2 separate regions of the Sus scrofa genome follow, and region 2 is linked to region 1. Evidence: chromatin contacts called from public Hi-C data. All regions are on one chromosome and are shown on one strand. The core of a region is the stretch at or near the end of the contact, and the rest is flanking DNA. Distances in the headings are between cores, read along the strand shown.

The links. Hi-C and Micro-C count contacts between places; a contact is called where the count stands out from the background.
Region 2: a contact with region 1 is called in a Hi-C map of liver, with 8 times the contacts expected there. The contact joins the promoter of SRSF10 here to the promoter of GALE in region 1. A contact is called at or near these places in 2 of 47 Hi-C or Micro-C datasets (liver and skeletal muscle) and 1 of 2 datasets of contacts at active chromatin or transcription factors (alveolar macrophages).

The regions. Positions count from the first base shown.
Region 1 is chr6:81,609,195-81,613,324 of Sscrofa11.1, reverse strand. It overlaps GALE (UDP-glucose 4-epimerase), which reads left to right and starts at 2,790. Exons shown (of 11, transcript XM_003356202.4): 1 at 2,790-2,898. It overlaps HMGCL (hydroxymethylglutaryl-CoA lyase, mitochondrial), which reads left to right. Exons shown (of 9, transcript XM_005656051.3): 9 at 1,141-1,809. The coding sequence ends at 1,242.
Region 2 is chr6:81,739,708-81,743,445 of Sscrofa11.1, reverse strand. SRSF10 (serine and arginine rich splicing factor 10) reads left to right here and starts at 1,999. Exons shown (of 6, transcript NM_001244368.1): 1 at 1,999-2,132; 2 at 3,560-3,664. The coding sequence starts at 2,068.

The DNA.
Region 1 (4,130 bases), core at 1,541-4,040:
TGGTGGTGTTGGTGCAGCTAAGAGGGGAAGGGTGCCAGGGGATTAGGGCTGTGCTGTCAGATGTTTTGAGATAACAGAGTGCAACTGATGGAGGCCACAAGAAGGCCAGGTTCACAGTGTCACTTTGACACTTCAGTTCCAGGAGGCACCAGGGTGTGGGGAGGAGCTTTGAGAGGGTTAAGGCCATGACCTGAAATGAATCCATTCCCTCTGGACCTTTGTTTTGTTCTCTGTAAAATAAGGGCAGCGGAATTAGACAGCACACCATGGCCCCCCGCCCCCTGGCCCCCCAGGCTCTGCCAGAGTCAGTAAAGGCCCTCAGTGTGGGGTGGAAGCAGTATAGCATCTGTGCTTTGAGGTCAGACAGAACTGGAGTCCCTTCGTGGTGCAGTGGAAATGAATCTGAGTAGGAACCATGAGGTTTCGGTTCGATCCCTGGCCTCGCTCAGTGGGTTAAGAATCCAGCGTTGCCATGAGCTGTGGTGTAGGTCGCAGACTCGGCTCGGATCTGGCGTTGCTGTGGCTGTGGCATAGGCTGGCAGCTGCAGCTCCAATTAGACCCCTAGCCTAGGAACCTCCATATGCCAAGGGTGCGGCCCTAAAAAGACTAAATAAATAAATAAAACAAAACCTAGTCCTGCCACTCGCAGTCTGTGACTGGACAAATTTCCTCACCTCTCTGGGCCTAAGAAATGGGAATAAATAGCACCAAGAAAATGCAGAATGCTTAGCCCAGAGCGGAGCACATAGTACACCTCAGTAAATAAGAGCTCCTATTATAACCGTAGGTTTTCAGTGTGGCCCTTTCAGTTGGTGTTTTTACTCCTATTTTTCTCTGCCTCACAATCCTTACTTCAGGATGCAGTGTTTGACCCCTGAGGGCCAGGCCTGTGCTAGACGGTGTTGTGCCCAACCACACTGATGAGATGGTTTCCCTGGTGGCAGCACTACAAACCATGTCACAGATGGAGGGCAGTCAGCGGGACTCCCAGCAGCCGGTGTCCCCTCGTCGGAGGCACAAGAGCCTGGTTGTCTTCACCTTTACTTTTTCAGAATCACAGTTTCTGTCCAATCAGATGTTTTCCCTGGGTGTTGTGGGCATGTCGTGACTTACTGCATCCTCTGATTTGTTTCTCAAAGGGTGTGAACCTCCAGAAGCTCTTGGAAGCTGGGGCCTTTATCTGTCAAGCCCTGAACAAAAAAACCAGCTCCAGAGTGGCTCAGGCTTCCTGTAAACTGTGAGCCCCTTGCCCCCTGAAGCCTTGGGGATTGCATGGGAATAGGGACACATGTGGATGATTCACGGATGAGCACATGGAAATGGGAATGAAATGAACAGGTGCAGGCACCTCACCGCCAGCTCTGCCCAGTGGTCTCTCCTGGGGAAAGGAGGCAGATGGGCGCTGCCTGGCCTCAGGCCCTCCCTGTCCAACCTGAGTGTGAATGAGAGGCTTGGGCAGCTGGAGGTCTCCCTCCCACACGGACCCAAAGGTCCAGGAGCTGAATACCTGTGGGCATTTGGGAACCCAATTCTTGGGCTTGGGTTGATCCTTAAGTCTCATCTCTGGGTGAAACCTGCCAGTTAGCCACTCTCCTCAGCACAATGCTGCCATATCCTTGGGGCCATCGCTCTCTGTATAGGGCAAAGGGGCATGGAGGAGTTTTTTCCTCAGCTGGCAGAGGGCATTTGGTGAAGGTGTGAGGGAGCAGTGGTAGCCACCTGCCAACTCCAGCAACTCTGGAAAATCTCCACTTTGAACATGATTTTTGAAAACAGCTTATGTAATTAAAGGTTTAATGCCATAACCATGCCAGTGTCCTGTGCAGACGTGTGTGTGTGTGTATGAGAGGGGGAATAAAGCATCCTTCCAGCACTGCACGCTGAGAGGGAAACACAGACTATTTATCTCGGAGTTTTCTCCCTCATTCTCCTCCTGAAAATTTGGGAATTCATAGTGACTGGAAATCAGTGGCTTAAGACTTACTCAACTCTGGTCGGAGCACCCGGGAGAGGCTGTTTTTGGGTTTTTTAGCCTGTGACCAGGCTGGTGCACAAGGTGCCCTGCCGCCTGTTCAGGCTGTAGGACGCACATTCTTTTGCTCGGGTTTCATCCCCCGTTATGTCATGCCTCTATACACAGCATCCCGTAGCCCTCCCTTCAAGCAGAACACTGTTTTAGAACCTACCAGGATAGGCAGGGTGCACACCATTCCCTAAGGCGGTGTGTGTGGAGGGGCATGGTTTACGTGAAGGCTGAGCGCAATCGGCGCTGTAATTCCTGTTTTAGTTTCAGAGCTGCCGCCAGCCCTTAGGCGGGTTTTCAAACTAAACTTTCCAGAACGACTGCCTCTCCTCCAGGCAGCCGTCTTATTTCATGCCAGGCTTACTGTGAAGAAAAGGTTTGTAAGATATAAAAAGGGTGGAAAACCTGCGGGCGAGCGTGGAGCAGCAGTCTTCGGCCCCAGCCTCGGCTGTGGCTCCTACCGCGGGGACAGGTGCCGGGCGCCCCCAACGAGCCCCATCTCCGGGGGCGCAGCGCCTGCTCTCAGGGGCTGGGACCAGCGCCGGTGTTTGGCGCGGAGGCCTGGGGCCTCGGCCAGGAAGCGGACCTCCGCGGCTCGGGCACTAGATCTTAAGTCCCAGCTGCGCCTTGCCTCTGCCCACCGCTCCGGCACGGCTCAGGGCCGCCCTCTGCGGGAGGCGCCGCGCAGGCGTCTGGAAGCGGCATTGCCGTAGGTCCTCGCGGCGCCCCGTACTGCAGTCTCCCGACAGACACGTTTCCTGGGGGCGGGGAGGGGGCGGGGCCAGGCGGGGCCTTCGACTCTTAAAGGGACCCTTGAGCCGGGCGCCGGAGGCGGCGCTGTTGGAGGCAGTGCGGGGCGCGTGGAGCCGAGCAGGTTCGGGAAGGGAATGGGGGACCCGGGCGCGTTTGCGAGGGGCCGGGTGGTCCGCGGGGAGCGAGCGAGAGAGAGAGACCGCGTTCTGGGTAGAGCCCCGCCAGGGCAGGCCCGCCTCTGCTGGTCCCAGTTCCTGCTGCCTTGGCTAGGGAGGCCTGGGTTCATTCATTCCCGGCCGGAGGGCACCTAGTTTGTCCCCTCTCGGAGCCACCACCAGAATCCCAGGCCAAGGCTCCTTGCACTCGAGCGCTCACGGCCCTGCGACCCCTCCCCTCCATTTTGCGGACTGGGAAAACTGAGGAGGCGACAGCTGACCGAGGTCACTCCGCTGGTCGGAGGGAAGCCAGCCTCGCCAGCCTTCCTGCCTCCGAGGGCCCCTCTGCCACCACTTTCCTGGGCCCCGCGTAGAGCTTGGAGCTCGGGGCGGGGGGGGTGTGTGGGCGCGGGCAGCTTCAGAGTTGGGAGCAGAGTCCAGCGGGAAACAGTGAGGGCGGGGGGCGAGGGGCGGGGCTTTGAGCCTGGCGTTCCAGATCCTGGCCGGGCCGGCGTTGGTAGCTGTGTGACTTAAGGCAAATTACTTCACCTCTCTGACTTTAGTATCCGTCTCTGTAAAGTGCCACTAATAACACTTGCCTCATCAGGATATTGGGAGAATTCAGGAAAATAATGCAAAAGTGCCCAGTACAGAGCCTGGCACTCAGCGGGCGTTCAGCAAAGTGGGTCGGAGCTGGGTGAACCCAGAAGAGGATTGAGGCAACTTGGAGGAAGGCGGCTGCGGGCCAGCCTGTCCCGGATGAAAGGCCTCAGTGTCTGGGCTTTCACCCCTCCTCCACCGTCTCTGCCCGCAGAGTTTGTTCAGGGCGGTGGTGCACACCTGGCAGTGGAATCTGGGGCGAACGCCACGTCTACACCATCCCGCTCAGTGCCGCCTAGAGTTGGACGGTATCCTTAGCCTCAAGCCGAGAGTGGCATGGGCAGAGGCTGAACCAGCCTGGCTGACCTGGGGTGGGGCCCACTCTAGGACTGCAGGGCTACAGCCCCCAGAGCTGGCCTCAAGGACTTCACCCTGAGGCCAACTGCTGTATTTCCTGCTTCCTCCCAGTTGACGGTGGGAGAGAGTCAGGAGCTACTTACAGCATGACGTTTTAGTCACTGAACCAAGGAGCCAGTTTATACCTAGGGATGGTAGAGGGACTGGAAAGGTCTGAGTCTGTACAGACAGATCCCCCTCC
Region 2 (3,738 bases), core at 750-3,249, 130 kb before region 1:
AATGCAGAGCATTTACATCTAGGAAAAATGTTATTTTAAGATATTAAAATGAGGCTAAGATATAACAAGTGATTTTTTTTTTTGCCTTAGGCAGATTCGACGTAGCAATCCATGTATTAGAATAGATCATCTCAGGAATAATATGAACAAATGCATTAGTGGTTAATCCACCCACAAAGCAAACTAGTGGGAGGCTGTGGTTCAAAGAAGAGCCTGTACTTAGGTAAATTGATGTGTTTACATGTGTGCCCCAAAGTGTCTGATCCAAAAGGAAGGAATATCTAAAAGGGAACACTGAGTCCTCTTCTGTCTGGGAAACTTGGCTTGTTGCCTGCTCACCAGAGTGAGAAGATGTCTAGGAAATACCAGGCACGTCTTATTAAACACATTTAAAGAGCAGGCTTCTAGATGATTATTTTCCTATGGAGACAAAGATAGTGCCCAGCCCCATCCTTGGCAATTGTCGGAATGAAACCGTTGTAGCCATAAAATTAAGCTTGATGAATTGACTCAAGGATTTGGCTTTGCTTACAGAGACAGGCTGATAATTCCAACACATGATATGTCTGCCATTGCCCACAAATCAGGAAAGAAGCTGTTTCGGGATCAAGGAAATCCATAGACTTCACTTTCCGCTTTACCTTGGGGTCTTATTTGTGCAATTCTGAGAACAGCACCCAAGGAAAGTTGTTTTCTGACATCAATCTCAATGAAACATAATTTCTTCAAGAAGAGGCACAGTGCCAACAGACTGTTCTCAGAGATTAATATTTGGTTTTCAAAAAAATTACCAACTCTGGTATTCTGTGGTGCTCTTGACTACACATGGTAGCACTTTTTGTGAGGAAGGGTTGTACTTGCAAAATTCCTTGGTGTATCTCCTCGTCCACCTGTCACTGCCGCCTCCCACCACCTGCTGCAGATTTATAATTTGGTAAACTGCCCATCTCAGGCCCCAGATGAAAGGTGTTTACTTTCTCTACTTTTCGCAGTATCTTTTTCAAGACTCTGGGATCCTAAAGCACAAAAAATCAAAGGTGCACTTGGTGTGTGAGGCAGGAAGCAACTCCAGTGAGTGAAGTATTTGTACCTCACTTTCTCCTATTGTTTCTCAAGGCATTATGAGTGATAATAATAATCGCTAACATTCATGGAGGCTTCATGGCTGTGCCACCTGTGCAAATGCAAAGGACCCTGCTCTCAGACTTAATGCTCTGCTACTGTGATCTTAATTTTTGAATGTTTTCATTTTGCCCCGAGATCCACAAATTATTGGAGAAACACTGCAATACACGAACAAGGCATACCCATGAAGTTGTTAGCAAGGAATACACTGTAGATGACAACAGAGACCAAGATGTGAGGTTTGCGTCCCATTTTGGTAGGGAACGGCCTTTAATTAGGAGCAAACAGCGTGGATAGGTGAGGAAATGACCAAGAAGGGTACGTGAGGAGTAGCCTGGGCAAAGGCGCTCAGGGAGTGAGCCCATCGCGTACAAGACTCACTGGAGAGACAGGCCTATCTCTCTGCAAGGACACACATCTCCTTCCTTTTCACACTAACACCAGAGGCTGTAAATTCTTCTCTTGCCGGTCAGCGATCTAATATAACGTGGGCCAGATAGAAAAAAGTAAGGCAGTCTTTCCGAATTATAATATTTAAACTCCGTCTAGTTTGTAAAAACCATACAGTCTAGCGTACTTTAAAGCATCTGACCTGGGGGGTTAGGAGGGGGAAAAGAGGTGCAAGGCAGAAAAGGGCGGGAAAATAAAGCACTAAAGAAAGAGCGGGCTGCGGGGGGGGAAGAGGAGGAAGCTCGAGAGGCCAATGAATGAGACCGAGGCTGCGGCACGTACTCCAGCGGTCCGCATGCGCAGGCGCACGCCGGATGATCTCGCGGGAGAGAACCGTTGCAGGTAGGAGGGGGAGGCGGGAGTGAAGTCTCGCGAGAAGGGGCGGTTGCCGTAGCGGAGCCCTCTGGCTGTGTGTGTCTGAGGATCCGCCGCCAGAGCTGCGGACGGTTTGCTGAGCCCGTTAGTGTCCGTGCTGAGACTTACGCCGCAGTCATGTCTCGGTATCTGCGTCCCCCCAATACGTCTCTGTTCGTGAGGAACGTGGCCGACGATACCAGGTAGGTACAGGGGAGGTACCCCGGGGCCTTAGCGGGGAGGCCGCAGGCTCGGAGAGGACCCGTGCGGCGGCGGCGGCGGCGCGCTGGGCCGGGGGAGGGGAAGGGGTGAAGATGGCGGGTCCCGCGCCGGCTTTCGGGCCCGAACTAGGCCGCGCTGTCGCTGACGGCTCAACCGCCGCGTTGGGGCGAGGGCGGCGCCGCTAGTCCTCCGGGGCCGCCGCGAGAGCGCGGGCCGCGTGGCGGGGTTTCAGTCCCCTCCCCTTCGCAGTTCGGGGGAGGGGGAGCTTCCTCTTCGTTTTCCCTCCACGCGTCCAGCCCGCGCCGAACGTCCGCTCCCCGTTGATTTGAAGTTCACGTTTTTTGAGGTGCAGGCATCCTCGGCCCAGAAAATTTTTTTTAGTTAAAAATTGCTTTGCGGTGAAATAACGGGATCGAGGGAGGGGAATGTGGCGAAGCACTTGCTACGCTATTTTTGGTTGCCGTTGTGTTACATTTGCGTGGTTTTTTTTTTTAAACGTTGGAGGTGTTCGGAGAAAGGGAATGTTGAGATTAGAGAAAAAAAATAACGGTTAAACAGTACAAACTAGTTCTTCCCATTTCCCGGAAATAGTGGTCACCCTTTGAAAAGGGAAGTTTAGGAAGCCTCTACCATTAGAACGTTGATAGCTAAATTGGATTAATCCAGTCCGTTCCTTTGTTCTCACCAATTCCCTTAATTGCTTGGAGTTGCCGTCAGAATTTTTTGGAAGAGATCTTATTACAAGATGAAACTTTGTATCACAAATAATCATTTTACACAAAAATTAATTTTGGTAGCCTTGTGTGATGTTTTCCTGTCCTAATTCTAAGTAAGAAAGTAAGCAATAGTAATTTGCGTCTAGGAAACTTTCCCTTTTATGTCACTTTTACATTTATTAAGGAATTATGTATACTTGTGACTTATTTCTCAAACCATATCTCCCAACTGTGGCTAAAACTTAGAGGTAATAATAAGTGCTTGGTAATTTTCAGAATACTAGAGTAGCAGTACTTAAATACAACTTAAGGCTATTGTGCCTTTTATGAAAAATGAAGGCTGTGGATAAAAACAAGTGCTAAGTTGGAATCAAGTTTCTTTAAATGTCTTTTTTCCTGTTGTTAATGTGAAATAGTAATAAGTTTTATTATAAACTGCATTTTTACCTTCCAAAATCTTGGATTCTAGCTTTCCTTTTTCAAAAAGACATGTATATTCTTACAGTTGGTTATTGATGTTGAGTGAAATTTAGAAAGCTTGTCCATTTCTTGTCACCCAGGAACATAGCACAGTCTCTTTAATTACAGAAAGAAACCTGTTTCTGAAATATTTCAGAAAGAAACCTATTTCTTACAAATAAACTTTAAAAGTAGTAAACATAAAAATTTGGGGTCTTTTCATGATGTTTTAGGTCTGAAGATTTGCGACGTGAATTTGGTCGTTATGGTCCTATAGTTGATGTGTATGTTCCACTTGATTTCTACACTCGTCGTCCAAGAGGATTTGCATATGTTCAATATCCTTTCTTCAGATGGCTGATTAGTGAGGGGTGTTGAAGTTTGAAATTCAAGTTTATGTAAGAGGTAACAT